Linked DNA regions of Mus musculus: all the other regions are linked to region 2. A link is a contact called in public Hi-C, HiChIP or PLAC-seq, Micro-C and promoter capture Hi-C data. All regions are on one chromosome and are shown on one strand. Each heading gives the region's core, a stretch centred on a gene start, on an enhancer-like site or on the middle of the called end of the contact. The rest is flanking DNA. Distances are from core to core; before and after follow the strand shown.

Evidence for each region. Promoter capture Hi-C pulls out the DNA fragments that hold promoters and counts their contacts. A called contact is a pair of places that touch in the nucleus more often than the background predicts. HiChIP or PLAC-seq counts read pairs in DNA pulled down with a chosen protein or histone mark.
Region 1: a contact with region 2 is called in a Micro-C map of embryonic fibroblasts, with 3 times the contacts expected there. The contact joins the enhancer-like site here to the promoter of Large1 in region 2. A contact is called at or near these places in 2 of 39 promoter capture datasets (the 3T3-L1 cell line and hippocampal neurons), 4 of 484 Hi-C or Micro-C datasets (cortical neurons, embryonic fibroblasts and pancreatic cancer cells), 6 of 115 datasets of contacts at active chromatin or transcription factors (bone marrow-derived macrophages, cardiomyocytes, embryonic forebrain and 3 more) and 1 of 9 other capture datasets (embryonic stem cells).
Region 3: a contact with region 2 is called in a Hi-C map of cortical neurons, with 2.7 times the contacts expected there. The contact joins the enhancer-like site here to the promoter of Large1 in region 2. A contact is called at or near these places in 3 of 39 promoter capture datasets (the 3T3-L1 cell line and hippocampal neurons), 2 of 484 Hi-C or Micro-C datasets (both in cortical neurons) and 5 of 115 datasets of contacts at active chromatin or transcription factors (bone marrow-derived macrophages, cardiomyocytes, embryonic forebrain and 2 more).
Region 4: a contact with region 2 is called in an H3K27ac HiChIP or PLAC-seq map of embryonic stem cells, with 4 times the contacts expected there. The contact joins the enhancer-like site here to the promoter of Large1 in region 2. A contact is called at or near these places in 1 of 39 promoter capture datasets (hippocampal neurons), 3 of 484 Hi-C or Micro-C datasets (cortical neurons, myocytes and pancreatic cancer cells), 10 of 115 datasets of contacts at active chromatin or transcription factors (bone marrow-derived macrophages, embryonic stem cells, forebrain and 2 more) and 4 of 9 other capture datasets (adipose tissue, embryonic stem cells, liver and 1 more).
Region 5: a contact with region 2 is called in an H3K27ac HiChIP or PLAC-seq map of extraembryonic endoderm stem cells. The contact joins the enhancer-like site here to the promoter of Large1 in region 2. A contact is called at or near these places in 2 of 39 promoter capture datasets (stem cell-derived epiblast-like cells and trophoblast stem cells), 1 of 484 Hi-C or Micro-C datasets (cortical neurons) and 3 of 115 datasets of contacts at active chromatin or transcription factors (bone marrow-derived macrophages, embryonic stem cells and extraembryonic endoderm stem cells).
Region 6: a contact with region 2 is called in a Hi-C map of the N1E-115 cell line, with 3 times the contacts expected there. The contact joins the enhancer-like site here to the promoter of Large1 in region 2. A contact is called at or near these places in 1 of 484 Hi-C or Micro-C datasets (the N1E-115 cell line), 11 of 115 datasets of contacts at active chromatin or transcription factors (the NIH/3T3 cell line, bone marrow-derived macrophages, cardiomyocytes and 6 more) and 2 of 9 other capture datasets (liver and pancreatic islet).
Region 7: a promoter capture Hi-C map of hippocampal neurons shows a contact between it and region 2, with 2.6 times the contacts expected there. The contact joins the enhancer-like site here to the promoter of Large1 in region 2. A contact is called at or near these places in 1 of 39 promoter capture datasets (hippocampal neurons), 3 of 484 Hi-C or Micro-C datasets (cortical neurons and rod photoreceptor), 3 of 115 datasets of contacts at active chromatin or transcription factors (bone marrow-derived macrophages and stem cell-derived epiblast-like cells) and 1 of 9 other capture datasets (adipose tissue).

Annotation. Positions count from the first base shown.
Region 1 is chr8:73,122,972-73,125,671 of GRCm38.p6, reverse strand. All of the region lies in intron 3 of Large1 (LARGE xylosyl- and glucuronyltransferase 1), which reads left to right. Among named protein-coding and RNA genes, the nearest start is that of Mir28b, 110 kb to the right of the region's middle. Within about 2 kb of position 1,386, at least 35 of the 459 cell types and tissues checked have an H3K27ac peak or open chromatin away from gene starts, as enhancers often do. A contact at or near this core is called in embryonic fibroblasts and pancreatic cancer cells, where this site is marked.
Region 2 is chr8:73,351,993-73,355,042 of GRCm38.p6, reverse strand. Large1 (LARGE xylosyl- and glucuronyltransferase 1) reads left to right here and starts at 1,503. Exons shown (of 15, transcript NM_010687.2): 1 at 1,503-2,577.
Region 3 is chr8:73,141,220-73,144,172 of GRCm38.p6, reverse strand. All of the region lies in intron 2 of Large1 (LARGE xylosyl- and glucuronyltransferase 1), which reads left to right. Among named protein-coding and RNA genes, the nearest start is that of Mir28b, 130 kb to the right of the region's middle. Within about 2 kb of position 1,467, at least 27 of the 459 cell types and tissues checked have an H3K27ac peak or open chromatin away from gene starts, as enhancers often do. A contact at or near this core is called in cortical neurons and forebrain, where this site is marked.
Region 4 is chr8:73,103,092-73,105,838 of GRCm38.p6, reverse strand. The region is part of intron 4 of Large1 (LARGE xylosyl- and glucuronyltransferase 1); the gene reads left to right. Among named protein-coding and RNA genes, the nearest start is that of Mir28b, 88 kb to the right of the region's middle. Within about 2 kb of position 1,423, at least 10 of the 459 cell types and tissues checked have an H3K27ac peak or open chromatin away from gene starts, as enhancers often do. A contact at or near this core is called in cortical neurons and embryonic stem cells, where this site is marked.
Region 5 is chr8:73,570,586-73,573,572 of GRCm38.p6, reverse strand. No RefSeq gene overlaps it. Among named protein-coding and RNA genes, the nearest start is that of Large1, 220 kb to the right of the region's middle. Within about 2 kb of position 1,587, at least 14 of the 459 cell types and tissues checked have an H3K27ac peak or open chromatin away from gene starts, as enhancers often do. A contact at or near this core is called in extraembryonic endoderm stem cells, where this site is marked.
Region 6 is chr8:73,200,069-73,202,768 of GRCm38.p6, reverse strand. All of the region lies in intron 2 of Large1 (LARGE xylosyl- and glucuronyltransferase 1), which reads left to right. Among named protein-coding and RNA genes, the nearest start is that of Large1, 150 kb to the left of the region's middle. Within about 2 kb of position 1,303, at least 9 of the 459 cell types and tissues checked have an H3K27ac peak or open chromatin away from gene starts, as enhancers often do. A contact at or near this core is called in the N1E-115 cell line, where this site is marked.
Region 7 is chr8:73,160,730-73,163,797 of GRCm38.p6, reverse strand. All of the region lies in intron 2 of Large1 (LARGE xylosyl- and glucuronyltransferase 1), which reads left to right. Among named protein-coding and RNA genes, the nearest start is that of Mir28b, 150 kb to the right of the region's middle. Within about 2 kb of position 1,612, at least 54 of the 459 cell types and tissues checked have an H3K27ac peak or open chromatin away from gene starts, as enhancers often do. A contact at or near this core is called in adipose tissue, cortical neurons, hippocampal neurons and 1 more, where this site is marked.

The DNA.
Region 1 (2,700 bases), core at 137-2,636, 230 kb after region 2:
CATTGGCTTGTGCTGTAAGATCAAGAATCAACAGATGGTTCCTCATAAAATTGCAAAGCTTTTGTAAGGCAAAGGACACTGTCAGTAAGACAAAAAGGCTATCAACAGATTGGAAAAACATCTTTACAAATCCTACATCTGATATAAGGCTAATATCCAATATATACAAAGAACTCAAGAAGTTAAGAATCCAGAGAACCAAATAACCCTATTTTAAAAATGGGCTACAGATGTAAACAAAGAATTTTCCACTGAGGAATATCTAATGTCTGAGAAGCCCCTAAAGAAATGCTCATTCTATTTTACTTTTTCAATGGTCTGCTCTAGAGTTTTTCCACAGCAGCTCTACCACTTTACATCCTCACCAGCAGTGAGCATATGTGCTCTAGCTTCTCCATATTCCCACTACACGTAGCAAACCTTACTGCTAGGGGGAGCCTGCATCCTCTGAACTTATTGCACTGAACATTGAAAGGATGTTTCTTCTGGTTTCTTCTCCAGGGAAAAGCCAGGTTCTCTCCTAACTCTTCTGAGGTTTAAAGGGTCTAAGCTGCATCTGCTCATTTTCCTCAGTCTTCCTCCAGTGTACCTCTCTTCTAGGAAGCCTGTCTTGTCCTTCCAGGCATCATGCCCCTGTAGTTCAGGTTCCGTCCTTTCTGCCTTCAGTGCTTTTTCCTGAGTCAAAAAAAAAAAAAAGGGTTGATCTCTGCAGTTAATTTTTTAGATTCAGTTTTGCTGGCTACTTTGCTTTTAAAATGTTGAACTCTCCATATGCTTATTTTTTGCCTTTCTAAATTAATTTTTTTAATATTATCAGCTTCTCATTCTATTATTTAGTGTGCCTAGTCCTTCCTCAGACTCTATATGCACATCTCATAATCTGCAGATGAACAAGTCTCATAGAAAATGCCATGGTTGCTTATAGTCTATAGACAATGTAGTCTATGCTTTAATACCATCTGAAGATAGTATGCAATGCCACCATAAGCTAAGTTTTATGGAAATATTTGTGACATTGTGATATTCTGAAAATAATAACAAGAAAAATGGACTTGTTTAGTCCAGGTGCACTTTTTTATTTAGGCTATACCCTATCTGCTGCTCTATGTAGATTTTGCAGGTGTGGCATATGAATGCATAGCATTTTTGCTAGGTGATTTTCTGTATTTTCCCTGCACTAGAATATAAGCTAATGGTGTCAGGATAGATAGTTGGTCTCTTTGTTCTTTTATTACTGCCTTAGCACCTACAAAAGAGTCTGGCAGGTTGAAAGCCAACAGTCATTATCTGTCACATTTCCTGGTTAACATGTATAGACTTCTTCTGGGTCAGTACACTCATATAAATACCTTGGAGTACAGAACAACCAGCATGAATCAGTGTTGGGCAGAGAGTCCACATGTCCCAGACATTCATAGGCTGAATGTATTGCTCATCTAAGTATTGCTCAGACAACTTTGATCTCCTGTGAAGTTCAGCCTTATTTTTAATGTTTTCCATGCAGTATGGCTGCTTTCAGAACGTGAGAACATCAGTTTTGAAGCAGCCAGTAATATGGGCTGGGCACGAAGGAAATGAGAAAGCTGGAGCTGTTTACATTCCTTCCCTCCTCGTGTTTTACTGGGCCTCACAAGTATGAGTGTTGGAGGTCATGTGGAGATACTCCTGCAAGATGAATCATTTCTGGTCTTCTACCAGGCTCTTGGGCGGGGGGCGGGGGGGGGGGCCCTCTAACTCTATTTCACTTCATCAAGCCTCTAAAGAATTGGCCACCTGAAGTGGGAGGCATGTCTTCCTATATTTTAGATTCAAAACAATTTTGTGTGTGATATCAGGGTTTAATATTTAGACCAAGTAATCCACCTATGATGAAAGACTCCCAGAGGAGAAAGGTGGCCAAAAGTTCATGTGATTTTTTGTTTGTTTGGTTTGGTTTTTTTTTCCAGTAACATCAGTAGCAATTGTTTTTCATTTTGTTACCCATACAGGTATTTTTTGAGGCAGGTTCTATCTTAAGGCATGGCTTTTGTTCCACCCCTCTCTAAGGCATTGGCTGGCTGAACCCTGGTACCTTGGTTCACTGACTTACTTACCTCCCTAGTATGTTACTTAAAAAAAAAAAATTTAAATTAAATTTGGAAAACAGCAAGTTAGGGAAAATCTGTGTATAAGAATTTGAACCCTCAAGCCAGGCGGTGGTGGCGTATGCCTTTAATCCCAGTACTTGGGAGGCTGAGGCAGGCAGATTTCTGAGTTCGGGGTCAGCATGGTCCACAAAGTGAGTTCCAGGACAACCAGGGCTATAGAGAGAAACACTGTCTCGAAAAAGCCGAAAAGAAAAAAAAAAAAAAAGAATTTGAACCCTCATTTTGTAGAGGCAGTTGCTAAGATATGAGGTTCCATGTGATGTGCCCAATCATTCACTTTTACCTGCCTTCACTTATGAGAAATTAAAGAATTGAGGAAGTGGAGAAAAATGTCCCCATTTTTCTCTTTTCATAGACAAAGCCCAGAGCAGCTTCTTCTTTATGTTTTTGGAGATGGACATGCTGTGCCACAAATGCCTGGTAGACCTGAGGGGGTCCCAGGTGATATATGTTGCAGGAGACATATAGCTTCCGTCTGGCCATAACAGTCCTTCTTCTTTTCCTTTCTGACATCTCCCTGCATACATTTCCCCTCCATACAGTAGCTACCCTG
Region 2 (3,050 bases), core at 254-2,753:
GTTCTTTTCCGACACAATAATGGCATCAAACCCAGATACGATTTGCTATCCCTGCAACGTTCGTGGTAAGACTTATTCTGGTAGAGATAAGACATCAGGACCCCAGCATCGCAGTTAACTATTCCGAAGCAACCGCTACCTTCGGTTCGCATCCTCCAAGACTTAGGCTCCTACTGATTAGGTAAACAGCGCTGGGAACTGAGGGAGAGCCCCTGCTGGTGGTAAAAGGGGTCCTGGCTTCTAGAGAACGCAGGGAAGCCGAGAGTGTCGAGCAGGTCAAAGGACGGTCCAAGGGTGTAGGTATCAAGGCCAGAGCTGGGGATGAGGGATGGGATCAGAGAGGAGCTGGATCTTCGAATGCGAGATTAGAGTGATGCTCCACCTCGGGTAAGATAGTCAGCTCAGAGTCCCGAGATAGGAAGCCCTTTCTAAGGCATCCCACCTCTCTCCATCCTCCCCAGCCATTAAAAGACAGTGGGTGGGCTGCCGGAGGAGATAAGCGCAGGGGAAGACAGAGATTCAGTGGCTCCTACGGATTGGGGGAGGTGGGGACTCTGGGGGAAGGGGCCCCCAGAAGCCAAGGGACCTAGTTGAGGAAAAAACCCGGAAGCTGGATCGCAGTTTCGGAGCTCCGTCTTCCAGTGGGAGTAGACCGTCCGCTCTGGTCCTCTTTCTCACCCAGGCTCTGCTTCAGCCTCAAGGGAGGGTATTCTCCCAAGGGACATCCCATCCCCTTTACTATAACCAAATCTTTCCGCTCCTTCCGCAGTCCGGGCGGACTCTCCGCATCCTCACCTTCCTCATCAACATCCGGAGGCTTAGATGTCCCTTTAGTGGACGTTGAAAGCGGGGCTCTGAGCAAGAGTAAAATTAGAAAGGAGGTGCATCTATGCGTGTATATATGGACACAAAAATGTAGTTTCCTCTGGTGAGGGGGACCAGAGTCTTGCACAGGATTCTTGGATCCAGAATCCAAGCAAGATGATGTCAAACCGCTCAAATCGGGCCTCTTCACAGCTCTGGCTGCCCCATGACCGGTCAACCTAGGGGAGAGCCGCGTTCCCAACCGAAGGAAAAGCAGGGTAAACTTCCTACTTCCCCCCAAACCGTTATTTTGTAAAAGGAGTGGCACGGTGACCCACCCTGCTCGCAAACCGGAAGCAACAATTGCGAACTCAACCCGCCTCTCTTCACTCTCTTTCATCCAAATCTGGGGTAGCCGGAGTCCGGGAAAGAAGGGCGGGGAGCTCCAGCTAGCACCCTTTTCCCGAGACCCGGCCCGGGCTCCGGGCTCCGGGTGTTTCATCCGCCTGCGTTCCAATGAACCAAGGAGCGGAGGGAGGCGCTTGGTCGTAGGCGTAGCCTAGGCAGGGCGGGCACTAGAGACGCACATTCCTGGCGCTACCCATTGGCTGTCCATGCGATCACGGGGAGGAGGCGTGGCCCCGAGGCGGGCTCCGGTCCCGCCCCCGCTCGGAACCCAGCCCAGGATCGCGGTCCTTCCCCCTCGCCCCCCAGCTGCACAGACATGACACAGACACACAGTCACTGCAGCTGCCGAACGAGCCCGACGCTCTAAGCACGCGGCGGCGGCTGGACTAGCCTGGAGCTCCAACACCAGCGCCCGCCAGCGCGCTCCCACGCCGGTCCCCGCACAGCGATTCTCTCCCGGCCCCGCGCGGGAAGCGGGGATCGCGCGCCTGTCCGTTCGCGGCTCCAGGCTGCCCACAGCGTCTGCAGCGGACGAGCGGCTCCAAACCTGAGCGCTCCGGGAAGCCGGCGCGTCTCCAAGGTGGCGGCGGGGGCTGCCCGCCCGGGCTCCCCGCACCCATCGGGCTGCGTCCCGCTCGCGGCGCCCCGGCGGCCGTGACCTTCCAAGGAGCATCTATCCCGGCCCCGCGCCCCCGGTCCCGCGCCCCAGGCCCGGGCGAGGCCCTCTTCAGCGCCCGCTTCTCGCGGAGCCGCGGGCGGGCGGCGCAGGCCCGGGGGGTGGGGGGGAGGGTCACCGCAAGCAGCTACGGTCGGTCCCAGTGCTCGTTCGCCACGCTGGTCTCTCGGTCCGGCTGAGCTGCCTCCAGCCTCCTGCCTCCTGCCTCGCCTCTTCTCCGTGGCTGGGGCTGCCGGTGTACTTGCCTGGCCGGGCCGGTTGCGGGCAGGCCCTGCCCTGAAGGGGTTAAGCGGTCAGGGGCGCGGAAGGTGAAGCCGGCAGAGCTGCGGCTCCCCGTTTCTTCCTGGCGCTGGTTTCCCGGATCCAACCCAGGGCGGCCCCCAGGCCCTTGCCCATGCGAGGCGCCCAGGGCTTGGAAGAGTCCTTCTGGCGTAGAGCAGCTCTCGGCAGCCGCCTCGGAGGAGGAGAAAGAAGGGAGAGTGCTCAGTCCCGGCAAGGCGGACCTTTCCTATTGATATTTGGAGCCCAAGGCTGTCCCGAAGTCTGTGCTTGGCACCGTCGGTCGGTCGGGTTAGAACAGCTCCAGCTGGGATCTCCACCAGGACCCACTGCACTTAGTAGGCGTCAGTGGCACCACGCGGTTCAGCTCTTTCGGAGTGTACCTCTGCCTGGATGTAGTCAAGGCCAAGGTAAGAGCCCTGATGTGCGAGAGAACCATCGTGGGAACGCTTTAGTGAGCAATGCTGGACAACTTATCCAAACCTGTGGCTGGTACCCGGTGTGCTTAGGATGCTAGTAAAAAGGATGGGCACACCGTTTCTGACTTGGCTTTGAGTCCCGGAAAAGCAGGAGGTGGAAGACCCCAATCTCTAGTGTCCCCAGGATCTGTCTCAGGGCCTGACATGCTCTTAGGTGTACAAGATATTGATAGGCAAGAGCGAGTTGGTGTGTGTGTGTAGGGGGCAGGTTCTTAGTAACACCTGGAGGTATTGTTTTCCCGCCACCCTGGGACCCTTCCTGCTTTTCTTCGACGTTCACCTGCCTTTTATGATGGGATGCCCAGAGAACTTTCCAATAGGTTGAAAAGAGGCCGGGTTGGGTGTATGCATCCACATTTTCCAAAAGCTCTTTAGGATAAAGTGGTTGGATGGCATGGATACCC
Region 3 (2,953 bases), core at 218-2,717, 210 kb after region 2:
GGGAATGGGAGGGCGGGGAGGCGGGAATGGGTGGGTGGGTGGGTGGCAGTACACCCTCATAGAAGCAGGAGGAGCGGGAATGGGATGGGAGGTTTTGGGGGTGAACTGGGAAAGGGGATAACATTTGAAATGTAAATAAATAAAATATCCAAATTTTTTTAAAAATGAAAAAAAAGTCTTTTACATTTAAACTGTGCCTTAAGAAACCCAAGCTACCTGTGTTTGGCAGTTTCTTTGTGTGTTATATAAAAAGAACCGTGTGGAATTTCGGGCCTTTGGCATATCCTGATAGAGAAGTCTTCTGCCCCATAGCAGAAGATTGGAAAATTGATGCATGATTAGATATTTCCATGTTATAAAGTAAATTTATGACTCATGTACGATGACTCCTAAAGAGTTCTTTTCTCCATTTTTTAGAAAAAGATGGCAGATTATCATGGGGGTCACAAACTCAATCAAGGACAAAGAGAACCATGGTTGATACTTTTATTTTTATTTGTCCTGCTTGTCTATTTCTTTAGACTATCATGAGTATAATTTTAGGTACCCATTCTTGTTCTTGTGGCTTTCTTACTACTCTCTGAACTTTTAGAACCTTCAACTGACACTAATAATTTGAAGTTCCCAATTTTTCAGGTCAAGTTAGAGGATAGTGTCCTCTTTATCTTTTGGGTATGTTGGCATCTTCTGCTGCAGTATACTTCTCTAGAGGAGAGCCATGCTCTTCAAAGATGTTCCTCCTCATAAACTAAGGTAAAAGTAACAGAGGTGAGCCATTAGGTCTGAGGGACAAGGTGCTGCTGGCATTTCCAGTCAACTTATTCTTCAGTGCTAAAGCATCTCCATGGACAAGGCAGAGATTAAAAGCCTCAGGAACCAGTGGCAGGGATGGAAGCTGTCTTGAGGAATTCAGCCCTGTCCCATGATACACTGAGTCAGCCCAGGAGTATAGGGGACTGGGTGTGTGGGGTATGTGTGCATGAGTATGCACCCAGCCTGGTAATGACCACCCTCATAGCTACTCATTGTAAAACACATCCTCTTCAAATCTCTAGAGAGAGGTCTCTTATGTGAACTCTGGATTTTGATAAAAAAGTATATTTTGGGATGTAGGATTTATTTTTGTTGAATATCTGGCTTGATTAGCATGGAGCAACACATGCAGAACAGGCTGGATCCCCACCCAACATCCTCCTCCTCGTGCTGTACAATCAGGAAGCACATTCTCTCTCCCATTGTGGCTTCTGTGGGAAGTGTGCTTTACATATGCAAATATAAGCCTCTAGTTTCACTTAATAATTATCAGCTGGAGATTCTATTGATGAGCAGCTGAAGCAGCTGAAGCCACTCATCAGGGAGGAATCTGTGAGTTTAACCATTTGTGGGTTCCCTTGGAGCCTGCTGCCTCAGATAAGCTTCTGAATACTCTGGTGATTGCAGACCTTGAGCTCTGATTTTCCCCATTCACTTCTGCCTGGCCTGAATCTGGCAGCTGAGCCTCCATGAACCCTTTAGTATCCTGAGCTCATTCTGCCCCTGTTCAGCCTTCTCTTTTCTGTGTTAGAGGCTGGATGGGCAGAGGGAACCCAGCTCTGTTTGCAGCACCAACATTGCTTATAGCTCTACAAGTAATGGCCTCTTCCTCTTCCTGAAGTTGCTTTGCCCAGGCTGCCACAGCTTCCAATTGAAAGTTCATGGAATGCTCAGGATGGCCTGGTTAGGATTTCAAAACCCAGGCATCCTTTTAGCTTCTCTTTTCCGTCTTCTGCCACTGTGCTCACCATCTGGGGTGTCTCATAGTCGACTCTCTCTGTCACCCTCCCTTGTTGTTGCTGAACCTGGGTGGAGTTAGAAAAACTCTCATTTAAAGCCCTCCATGTTTGTCATTTTATAGGAATTTCTTCACTTTTCTGATTCTTAGTGAAACTATCCTTCCTCAGATCTCCGTCATATGTTTAGTGAGACATGTTCCCACCTTGTTACTGGGAAGTGCAGCCTTTATTTCTGATAAAAGCTATCTAGAGGCAGAATGTGGGATGAAATATAGAAAGACTTACTCTTGGCAGGTTAACTAAGCTCAGCAGGCTTCTGTTTCCTTCTCAATATATGAGCAATACGACTTGCTACAGAATTGAGACGTTAAATTGGGTTATGTGTTAGATTTATCTGGGCAGAGTGGACAGTCAGTAAGAGAACTGCAATGCCTATCCTCATGTCCACTGATTCTAGTAAGTGGACAGTTGTAATAATTATTTCCATTCACATACATTCTTTATTTTTGATGTTGAAGCCTGTTGCCTAGTATATGGTTGTTTCTAGGTCATGGAGATAGCATGGTGGATGAAATAGGACCTCAGTAAACCCTGATACTTTTGAATTTATCCTCCGAAGGTCCAGAGAAGCAAAGGAGAAGGGGACAGAAACATTCTTATTGGAGAGCAAGCATAGTGATGCTTGTAGTGGAAGATGTGCCAGGTGGGAGAGAAGGACCCAGGGCTTCAGTGTGGATGTGAATGTGGGCATGGAGAATGCACTCAGGGCTTCTGTATGGGCATGGGCATGGTCAGTGCTCCAAAAGTGTGTTGCCAGATGCTTCTCTGAAGAGTGGGGTTCAAATAAATTCTTACTGAAAAGGTTACAGCCAGCAGCCCCTAGGTAAGCATTGGTAGAAAGCATCCAGAAAGCCCATACAGCAGACACAAAATGCACACAGGACTACATTGAGGTCAGAATGATAGCTGGAACCAGGTAACTGCTTATGAGTCACTGTAAAGCTCTTGGGTCTAGCTTTATGTTTGATGGAAAGGAACTATGGAGAATATGATATGACCTGATGACTATGGTTGAATGTCATCTGTCTGTGCATGGCAGGTAACTGAATCAGGGTTAGATGGTCATTGGGAACATTTAGGTAAGAGTGATGTGGACAGAAACAGGTGAGAGCAGCAGCTTA
Region 4 (2,747 bases), core at 174-2,673, 250 kb after region 2:
TTGAGAGTTTTGCTGGGTATAGTAGCCTGGGCTGCCATTTGTTTTCTCCTAGGGTCTGCATAACATCTATCCAGGATCTTCTGGCTTTCATAATCTCTGGTGAGAAGTCTGGTTTAATTCTAATAAGCCTGCCTTTATATGTTACTTGACCTTTTTCTCTTACTGTTTGTAATATTCTATCTTTATTTAGTACATTTGTTGTTCTGGTTATTATGTGTCGGGAGGAATTTCTCTTCTAGTCCAGTCTATTTGGAGTTCTGTAGGCTTCTTGTATGTTCATGGGCATCTCTATCTTCAGGTTTGGGAAGTTTTCTTCTATAATTTTGTTTTAGATTTTTGCTGGCCCTTTAAGGTAAAAATCTTTATTCTCATCTATTCCTACTATCCATGGGTTTGCTCTTTTCATTGTGTACTGGATTTCCTGGATGTTTTGAGTTAAGATCTTTTTGCATTTTGCATTTTCTTTTATTGTTGTGCCCATGTTCTCTATGGAATCTTCTGTACCTGAGATTCTCTCTTTAATCTCTTCTATTCTGTTGTTGATGCTGGCATCTATGATTCCTGATATCTTTCCTACGATTTCTATCTCTCACTTGGGTTTTCTTTATTGTTTCTACTTCCCTTTTCAGGTCTTGGATGGTTTTGTTCAATTCCATCACCTGTTTTGTTGTGATTTCCTGTAGCTCTTTAAGGGATTTTTATGTTTCCTCTTTAAGTACTTCTACCTCTTTAGCAGTGTTCTCCTGTATTTCTTTAAGTGAGTTATTAATGCCCTTCTTAAAGTCCTCTACCAGCATCATGAGATATGATTTTAAATCCGAGTCTTCCTTTTCTGGTGTGTTGGGGTATCCAGCACTGGCTGAGGTGGGAGTGCTGGGTTCTGATGATGGTGAGTGGTCTTGGTTTCTGTTAGTAAGATTCTTATGTTTGCCTTTCTCCATCTGGTCATCTCTGGCATATGTTGTTATAGTTGTCTCTGGTTGGAGCTTGTTCCTCTTGTGATTCTGTTAGACTCTGTCAGCAATCCTGGGAGTCCAGCTCTCTCCTGAGTCTCAGTGGTCAGAGTACTTTCTGCAGGCAAGGTCTCCTCTTTCAGGGAAGGTGCACAAAGGTCTGGCATTCAGACCGGCCTCCTGGCTGAAGATAAAGGCCCGAAACAGGGCCTGTCCCAGAAGATGTGTTGCCTCTGCAGTCTGAATGTTCACCTTCACAGACTGGTCTCCGAGTGACCAGGGACACAAGATGTCTCTCTCACCTGCTCTGGAGATCAGAGCCCTACCAGTGGGACACCTCTCCTCTGAAGGGGAAGGTGCCCAGATGTCTGGAGCCTGAAAAGGGGTCTGTCCCAGAAGCTGTGTCACTTCTGCAGTCCTCACTCTCACCTGTGCAGACTCTAAATTTCTAAATTTCATCAATAATGGTTTCTGGCTCAGAATCCTCCCCAACCAAGCTGTTGTTAGTGTTATTTTAAGCATGTTAATGAGTATGTAGAGCTATCTCATTGTGCTTTTACATTTTGCATTTCTTTGGGGATTAATGGGATTGAGTGTCTTTTCATGTGCTTATTGACCATTTGTAAATCTCTCTTGAAAAAATGGCTATTCAGAGCCTCTCCGGGACTTTTAATTGGCTTACTTGTCTTTTTTTGTTTGTGTTGTAAATGATCTTTATCATCCTCACAAATCCCTCATCAGTTACTCACTAGCAGATATTTTTCTCCTACTCTTGAGTAATGTTTTTCACTTTATGTCCTCCCAAGCACAAAAGTTCTATTTATTTTCCTTCCTTCTTTCCTTTTTTCAGCTTCAGCAGCACATAATTATTCCATGTGATCCTGGGCCTTAGGGTGCTGAGATGAGGGTGCTAGGATAATCAGGCTCTTGAAGGAACCTTCCTTTGTATCTGCAAGTGGACTTCTGTACCTTCCACATTGTAGTGAGCAGGGACAACCAGTTTTTGTCTTGTTTTGTTTTTTGTTTGTTTTGATTCAATGAAGTCTTGTTTATCCATGCTCTCTTCTCTTCTTTAGATGCCAAATCCGAGTGATGTGTGTGATTTTTGAGAATAGCATAGACTTTCTTGACTATTTAAGAACTCAACTTGTGGATCTGGGATGTCTGAAGATCAGACAGTTTTCACCATAGGTACCCTAAGCCAGTGTTGTCAGAGTTTATTTTCTCATGCCTAAGATGTATAAGGATATAATGGGAAGCAAGCCAAGGCTGAGCAGAACAAATGTACATTTATTAAGGAAAAATGATTAAGAACTCCTGACAGCAGGGAAGTAAAACCTTCTTGCTGTCCTGCCCCAGTTACCGTAGCAGCTAGATTGACATTGAAGTACCTTTCTTGAGACTGAGCATTTTTAGTACCTGAAGACCTGAACCTGTATGGAGTTCACATAACTTATACAATTTCTGTCCATAGAAGCAGAGTTACTCTTCCTTCTGTAAGAAATAAGTTTGGAGTCACAAAGAAATACACCACCACTTCAAATGAAGTATTTAGACAAGGCAAAACTATAATCTTGATGATGTGTTTATAAAAAGATAAAGAGAGAGAATATCTTCTATGGAATGTGTGTGATAAGGTATGGGGGAAGAGGATGTCTTAGCAGGCCCATGCCAAGGCATCCTTTCCCTCTGAGGGACCAGAAACAGGGTGTTATAGTATAGAATAGAGTTTATTCAGGGAATGGGGAGGGGGATAGAATTAAGATGGTAGAAGAGGCAGAGAGGGAGAGAGTA
Region 5 (2,987 bases), core at 338-2,837, 220 kb before region 2:
CCACAGTCCAGTATATCTGGACTAAGCTGAATTTGGTTCATCTTAATAAAGTATATTCAAATATCTCGAGTCAACTGAAAATCTTTTAGGAGTTGGGTGAGTATCAGCTGGCATGGTCAATCTCTAAACCATGCAATGTTCCTTCAACCAGAGGCTGGCCTGGCTTTTTCCATATGATAATTGTAAAGCTCTCAGAGAATAAATGGAGGGAACCTTCCAGGCTGATGGACCTTTGGTTGAAATCAGGAAAAGTACAAAGCAGGTCACAAATACACTCAATAGTCAAGAGTAAGGCATGTGGACATCTCTGGAAAAAAAAAACTGCATTGCAACAAACCAATGGTACTTGAAGGCATAGAAGATTGATACCATCTTCCTAATCAATCTATCACACACTCTTACAGGTAACAAACCAACTCTCACCTTAGTCAGTCATCTTGTAATATCTTTATTGCTTCTTTCAAAAAAACTAAGATACCTGACTTTCAAACATATTTCTTAGTTGAAATTACATGTAAATCTTTTTTTGTTTGGCGGGGGGCAGGGGTTCAAGACAGGGTTTCTCTGTATAGCCCTGGCTGTCCTGGAACTCACTTTGTAGACCAGGCTGGCCTCAAACTCAGAAATCCACCTGCCTCTGCCTCCCGAGTGCTGGGATTAAAGGCGTGCGCCATCATGCCCAGCTACATGTAAATCTTTACACTAATTATTTTTAAAAAATAATTTGAGATCAAATACAAAAGAAACCTATTTTGTATTTATTAGCAGTAAGTGTTTTATTAGTCGTGGATATAAGTAAGATAGAGTTCAACTTACTTCATACCTTAGAGTCCAGGAGCTTCTGAGAACTTAAACTTATTCTGACATGCCTGTCTTGAAATAAGAATATAGAAAAAGCTTAGACACCCACTGTGACTCATTTATTTAATTTATTATGGTTCAGTGTAAAATGCAGTAAGATTCAAGATACTCCTTGTAGGTTAGAGTAAAGAAAACTCTATTCTAGAGTCAGAATATGTGAGAATTCAGCAAAGGTGGGGAGTGGGCAGCAGCAAACACTTCTGAGAAGACCAGAGTTCCTTCAGTGACAGTAGAAAGGGCTCATTCGTTCTGTAAAATGAGTTGAAAAGTTATAAGTTGAGAGACCTTTCATTGAATTCTGACCCAGAATTAATAAGGCTTCCTGGTCTGAAAGAACAGTCATTCTAGAGGGAGAGGACAGTAATCAAAAGTTAACAATAGAGTGGGAAAATGTTTTGCAGGAGATTATTGGTCTCCTTAGGATGCTTGCTTTCTGTGAAAAGAGGAGAAAACAATAAGACTTCTGCAGGCTCAATAGTGAGTGGAAGATAAACAGCCTTGCTATCAAAAGAGACAACTGGGACACATTGTGGTAAACTATTGCTTCCTCTTAATTTTGGTTTTAATTTTATGTATAGACAACCATAGTGTGTTTCAAGAGTAATGGAGGTAGACAAATATAGGAAAGAAGATCCTCTTCTCCAAACAGAGTCCCCTTAAAGGATGCTGCATGTAGGACGTGCAGGTTTGTTTTCTTATGGAGTATAGCTGATTCATCCTCTGAGGCATGAAGAAAAACAATGGTCACATTCTTAAACCAATATCTGAACTTGGTACCATGGGGTCTAGAAGAGAAAATCTAGAGACTGGTTGTGTTAGTGTGTGTGTGTGTGTGCATGTGTATATATGTGCATGTGTGTATAGATGTTTCTTGCTACGTCCACTCCAGTAGTGACACTTGTGACAGGCCCCAAAAACCTGGACTCAGTCCTGAGGCAAAAAGTTCATGGAAACGTAGTCTCCTGGAAATTTGGCATTCTCATAGCTAGAATGCCCCAGATTTGTCCCTGTAATAGTGTGGACAGTCTTGCATGCTTTCTTACAGTATTTTACTGGATAAGAGTTAGAAATCTCAAAAAAAAAAAAGAGTTAGAAATCTCAGGGTAAGCTTAGCAAAGTATACTTAGAATCATTATAGTTATGTATGGCAGACTACATTACTTATTAGTAGAAAGCCCCCCCACACACAATCACTTAGAATAATAGCCGAGCTACTCCCATATGCAAGAATTTACAAAGAAGAAGAATTATCTAGGAAGAAGGAAGGTTGTGTTCTAAAAAGGAACTAGAGTAAATACTTAGAACTATAGATAGCTGAGTTACACCCATACACAGGAATTTACAATGGCCTAGTGGGGAGGTGGACTATACAATAGACTAGAATTGGAACTATGGCAAGGGCCTGAAGTTCTTGCCCCTGGCTTCTAAGATTAAGCCGACCTTAGGGGCTGCTTTTGATTCCAATTGTTAACATTGAATTTTATCCCAGTTGATTCCTGTTAGCTTTTTGTATGCATTCCTCTGTTTTTATAATACTGGTGCTCACTTTGAGACAAATTGCATTCATACACCACACTCCCTTGTGCTTGTGTCTGTTTGTCACCCTTTAGTCGCCAACTCCTTGCCCACCTGTAACCAGAACCCCCCAATTTCTTCCACAGATTGAGGCAGGCCGACTGGGGCCAGTCTGTGTTAGTTTCATGTGTGTGTGTATGTATGTGTGTGTGTATGTGTGTGTGTGTGTGTGTGTGTATTTATGTGTGTAATTTATGAATTTGTGAAGGGCAGAAGAGAATATCATGTAAACTGATCCTTCACTCTCCATCTTATCCCTTGAGACAGGGTTTCTGGCAACCAAAAAGCCCAGTGTCCATGGTAACAGCACTAGGTAACAAGTGTTCAGTCATGCTAGGATTTTTGTGTTGGGGCTGAGATTTCAAACTCATACTTGACATGAGTAGTCATGCTTGGACAGCAAATGTTCTTATCCACTGAGTCATCTCCTCAGCTTTATTTTCAGAGAGTCTCAAGGAGAGTTTTAAAATTTTTTGCTGACAAAATAGGACAGACTTATTAAGATTGGGAATTTCCAAAAGAGCTTTGCCATATACTGTATATGATATGTG
Region 6 (2,700 bases), core at 54-2,553, 150 kb after region 2:
TTTCCTCCACACTATGTTAACCCAGCTAGTACAATTAGCTTTTGTTTTGCATGTGAGTAAATAGCCCCTCTGGGCCTTTGTGCTTACCAAACTGCTGCCTCATGAGCTTTCTTGTGACCTGGTTGTAGCTTGTCATTACTGTTGTCACCTGTGTCTCTGCCAGTTCTTTAACCTTTAGTAAAAATGAAGGCAGAATTAGGCTTGCTGTCTCCTTCATTCATTCCTACCCATTTATATTTCCACACCCTGTTAGCACTCCCTTGAAGAAGAGGGTTGGGGAGGACCTGAGACACTGTACCTGTTGTCATTTATGTCCTTTCGGCCATTTGTGGGCCAAGTGACCATGTTTGGAGAAAAGTAAATTACTCTAATTAAGGGACCAGCTGTGTGAGAACTTTAGAGAATGATAGAAAGTCTGTTGGGGCTGTGACTGGGTCGACATATCTGGTTTTCGTCCCCATGCTGCCCTGGAAATGCTGTGCAGCCTATCTTACCTGTAATCTCCACCTCCTAAACCAAAAGTGCTGCTCACTACTTGACAGGAAACGAGAGAGCTCCATGCCTCACAGAGCGTAGTCCCAGCATCATTTCAGATCTAGTGGCTCCATTGAACCCATGCTCCCAAGCAAATCTGCCTCAACTAGTCAACAAATTAGAGGTAAGAGTCCTGGGGGAATGCCAGATTTCTCTTTGCAGACTGTGGCCTTTAGAGCATGGCTGTTCTGCTCTGTGGCTCCTGCAGAGGGCACTACTGACCCCATTTCATAGAAATCTGAATTTCCTGAATGGAGCACAGCCAGTGATGGTAGTCAGAGCTTGATGTGATAGAAGCATTTTGCTGGCCCTGTTAGTGCCATTGAGCTCATTTAGTGATGTGCTATTGAATATGGGCTTCCCTGTTCATATGGAAGGACACTCCTTGCCATCCATTAGGGATGGAGAATAACCATTTCTGATGCAGCTACTAAGCTTCAGAACTATGAGGTGGATCTCCCAAGATTATTCATTTAACAAGCACAGCCAGGCATCACTGTAGGACCTGGTGCTAGAAACTTCACACCCCAGAGTGTCCCTATTTCTCATGAAATTTATCTACTAGCGGATGCAGGAAGATGAAGTGTTGTCTGCTGTCTGCCAAGAGGGCAAAGCAGAACTGGAATAAATAGGCTTCCCGGGACTAGTGTCCAGATGATAGTGCCAAGAGTTAGTGTCACAGCTCTCAAAAGAGAGGTGAGGAGGTTTGGGCAGCCTGTGCCGGACAAGTAGCTGAGGTTTCCCTACAAGGATGGTGCCAGTTACACCAGTGGCAGGGGCATGAGCCTGCTCAGCCAGGAGAGGCCAAGATCCAGCAATGAATGGTTTGGGAGAGAGAACTCTTCCCCAAGTGTTACAGCTCAGTCAAACAGCCACTCTCAGACTAGCCTCAGTGAAATAACTTGTGGGCTTTATTCCATGTGGGTAGGGACTGTATATAACATTGAGGAGTAGGGTGGGATTTAGGAGCAGGTGTTTCCTATTGGCTCAGATTGAGATGTTTGTGGTGCTCTATTTGCATAGGGAAGGCCTCCAGGTGTTTTTCCTATATGAGTGACTGCCATGGTCTTCTCACTGGGATGTCATGATTACATGTTCCAGAGGAGGTACAGAAATGGGTAGGAAGTGGCTAGACTCCTGCTGATCTCAAGTCTATGAGATTTCCAGGGTCTGACCTCACTCAATCTTACCAGTTCTTTTCTCTGGTGTCATGGCCCACCTGCATCCCAGTGAGGCATGGACATATTCATGGTATACTGAATAGTAAGACAACAGTGGTATCTAAACCATGGTGGCAAGATGAAGGACCAGTGGCATGGTGAAGGCCAGGTCAGGCATGAGAATGGGCAGTACTGCTTTAATAGGATGGACAGGTCGCATGTCGGAAGAACCAGGTAGAAATGAGAGACCAATCATGTAGCTGGAAGGAATAGCAGAGTGTTTTGTTTGTTCCCCTGTGGGAGGGCTGGTGGCTAATGAGAAGAGGTTAAGGAGTGGTATGAGCCCAGACAATGGAAGGCCACATGCAGAGCTGGACTGTGCCCTCCTTGTCCTTGCCTCTCCACACAAAGCTTCTTCCTTTGTAGCCAGTAGTTGGCTTCTGCTGCTGTGCGTAGGTAAGAATTTGAGGCAGCCCTGTCCTATAAGGAGACCATCTAGATCTCTGGTTCCTGCATTTCCTGAATGAGAATATCCTGGGACATTTGCCTATTTTATTTACTTCCACCCACCCTGGGCACTGAGGACAAATCAAGTGTTCTGTTATCCTTGTTTTCTGGCTAGCTGGTGAATATGCTTTTGGGTAGGTTATTGTGATTCCCCTCCCTATCCCAGCCTCTTGGCTTTGCATGCCATTCTGATCAGCAAAAAGATGTCTTCACTGATTGAGTGCCTGCTTGCCTCACCATTGATGCCTCAGTCTATCTCACCTCTGCCTGCAGAACCTTGGTCTTCACTGAGACTCTTTAGCTTGTAAATGGTTTGTACTTTTCTGTTAATGATTTACTCTATATAATTCTTTTGTTTTGTTTGGTTTGGTTTGGTTTGGTTTTTCGAGACAGGGTTTCTCTGTATAGCCCTGGCTGTCTTGGAACTCACTTTGTAGACCCGGCTGGCCTTCGAACTCAGAAATCCGCCTGCCTCTGCCTCCTGAGTGCTGGGATTAAA
Region 7 (3,068 bases), core at 363-2,862, 190 kb after region 2:
TTTCCTACCTTTCTCACATCCAAGAAGCCCAGCCTTTCTGCACTTAATTCCAGATGCTTAGCCTTGATTTGGTGCAACTGAATTATGTACATATCTAGCCTTGCTCCGTTTTCTTCTCGTTATCCTGTGATGCCGAAGGTCATGGCAGCATTGCTACCAAAACAGGCTGTGGCATTGGGCACTATGTAAAGATGGTGGAGCAGAGAATTTTACATGCACATGTGGAAATGTCACAGTGAAATCCCATTGTATAAGTAGCATACACTAATAAAAGTGTGTTACATCTGAAAGAGTTACTACTAAAGTGCAAATTTCAAATTAGCAAGCACAACAAACCCCATAAGCATTTACCATAAGCATTTGAGAGGTAGCCTTGTCAAAGAAATGTGTGGGTGATCTGTTTAGCCAAATTATGCTCATATTTAGTGAAATATTGACATTTGTATTATTGTACAATATCAATGTTGGAAGTGCTTATTCTAAAAAATGTTTAAGTATTCTTGACACTATTCTAAAGGGTTTATACATGCTGTCTGGATTAGTCATCACCCATAACCTGTTAGAAGAGGTACTGATATCATTCCCATTTAACAGAAGGGAGGTGAGGCCTAAAGCTTTTATCAAGCCTGAAAGCACAAGGCTGACAAACAGCAGATATACCATCCAGACTCTGGTAATCTTGCCATGAACCTCTGACTTCTGAGAACTGAGGGTATGAATTAAGATTTCAACTTCTGCTTTAATGGCTTCCCACACAAATAGTTAATGACCCAATCACTTTATTCCTTATGAGGAGTTTGGGGGAGGGGAAGTTTTGACAACTTGTTTAATATTTAGATGTTTTCCATAGCTCTTTGACAGTATTTGTGTGTGTTTAATTTTTTTATTGAGTTTTTGTAAATTTCATATGTACCACAATCCCACTCATCCCCCAGTGCCTCTATATCTGCCCTTGCACCCCCAAGAAAACAAACAAACACAAACACAAACAAACAAACACAATAATAGCAGCAGCAACAACAACATCTCACCAAGGAAGCTACATGTGTTACTGTGTGTCTCAGAGTATACCCTTTTGCCCAAACAGCTTTACTTGCAAATGTTCATTGCATTGAGTCATTAGTTTGGCTACAGGCCTCTAGCTTCTGCAATACTATCAGTATTGGGTCCTCACTGGGACTCCTCTCGACATTCTGTTGGTTGCTTTGTGTAATAGAACTCTTGAAGCTTTGGTTCTGGAGGACCAGTTCAAAGTTGGGGTAGATGTTTGGGTGGCCAAACTCAAAACCCTGGATTTGGGCCTGAGTGGTAGCTGAGTTGGTCAGCCTGACTGCTCTGCCAGGAAACTCTCTAGCATTCATATCAGCTGCACCAGCTCTCCAGCACTGCCCCAGGAAGAGGCATGTCAGCTTACTTGAGTACAATAGGCAGCAAACCTCTCCCTACCTCTCCTCATTCCCCTACATCCCCAGCCTATACCCCTGTGCTCTAATGCCCTTGGAGCTGGCTTTCCCACACCACTAGGGCCTTTTCTACCGTGGTGCTCAGGCAAGGTGTAGGGCAGGGCCTGCTTTCAGGAGTGATACAGCTAGGGAGAGGCGGGGCCAGTTTACCCACCCTCATGCCTTAGCGCCAGCTCTCCCACACTGACTAAGCTAAGGGTGGTGCCAGCTCTGCAGAACCCTGGCACATCAACATGGCCTCAGGTGGCAGTCTAGAACAGCTATTGTTTACATGAGCCACAGATATCAACACAGACCCCTGCAGGGCCATGGACTTAAGGATGACCCTCCAGAGCAGCATGGAACAAAGATTTACCATGGCCTCAAATGGATCACAGGCTACTCACATTATCCTCAAGATAGATTTGTATCTAAAACTGTCAAAGAGTGGTGAGTGGGGCAGAGCATGGTAGAGATGTCCCTTTCCCCCCACACTCAGGCCCTTCATTCTTCAGGCTATTCATTACCCCCTTGAGTTTCTCCTCCTTCTCTTCCTCCTCTTCTTCCCCTTCTGCTGCAGCTGCTGCTACTGCCTCTCTTCACTGTGCACACAATATTCTGCTTCACTTTCACTTTCATCTCTCCACCACTTAGATGCTTATCTAGTGGAAGCTGGGCCTCTGAGTGTCTTAGGGGAAGGGTCTCTAGCACTCTCGGCACCCCCACCACTCTGACAGTTTTAGATACAAATTCACCTTAAGGATGTATGAGAACAAAGTATACCATTTGAAATGTAAGTGCTTTTTCAGCAATATAAATTATGAAGCTGGCAAATATAGTTCATTAAATTGAGTGTAATTAAAACTGTGATATTTTTAAATTAACAAGAAAAACAGTGGTGAAATTAAGAAATCTACATGTGTCTTCATAGCGTCCTCTAGCTGATAACTGAGTGGGTGGTTGCTGACAGTATTGGTAACATTGATATTCTGGGTTTCAACTGCATGATTGTCACACTTCATCTAAAGGATGCTTTGATTTAATTTCTGCAGAACAGGCAGATGACATTTCTAATGACCAGCATATCTCTCCTCCCCGCCCCCTCCTTCCAGCATATGACAGTGGGTATTTTGAGAAGCCATCTGAACTGAAGTAATTATTCATCTTCTGAGTTGTGTCTCAGGGAGATAAAGTCAGGATTGTTCCTGCTAATCCCAGGGACGAGCTATGTTCTTTCACACTCACAGGAACACATCACTCTTTCCAAAAGCCTGAAGTCTATAAGTGGGAACCCAGAGTACAGAGCCATGGTTGAGATTGTTTATGACTTCTCTAAAAGTTTTCATTGTGTGGAGTGGTATATACTCCAGACTGGGTAGGCTGCTTATACCCAGTCTCTGGGAGTGAAGATAAGAACTTATCTGTATAGATTTTACAACAGAGGTCTTCCTGAGTGTCTGTATAGGCTGCTCAGTGGTTAAGAGTATTCATTCAAGTTTGGTTTCCAGTACCTTTGTAAAGCATCTCACAGCAGTCTGTAGCTCTAGCTTCAGGAAATACAATTTCCTCTCTGTCCTCTGAAGACACCTCTACACACACACACACACACCCCTACATATAATTAAA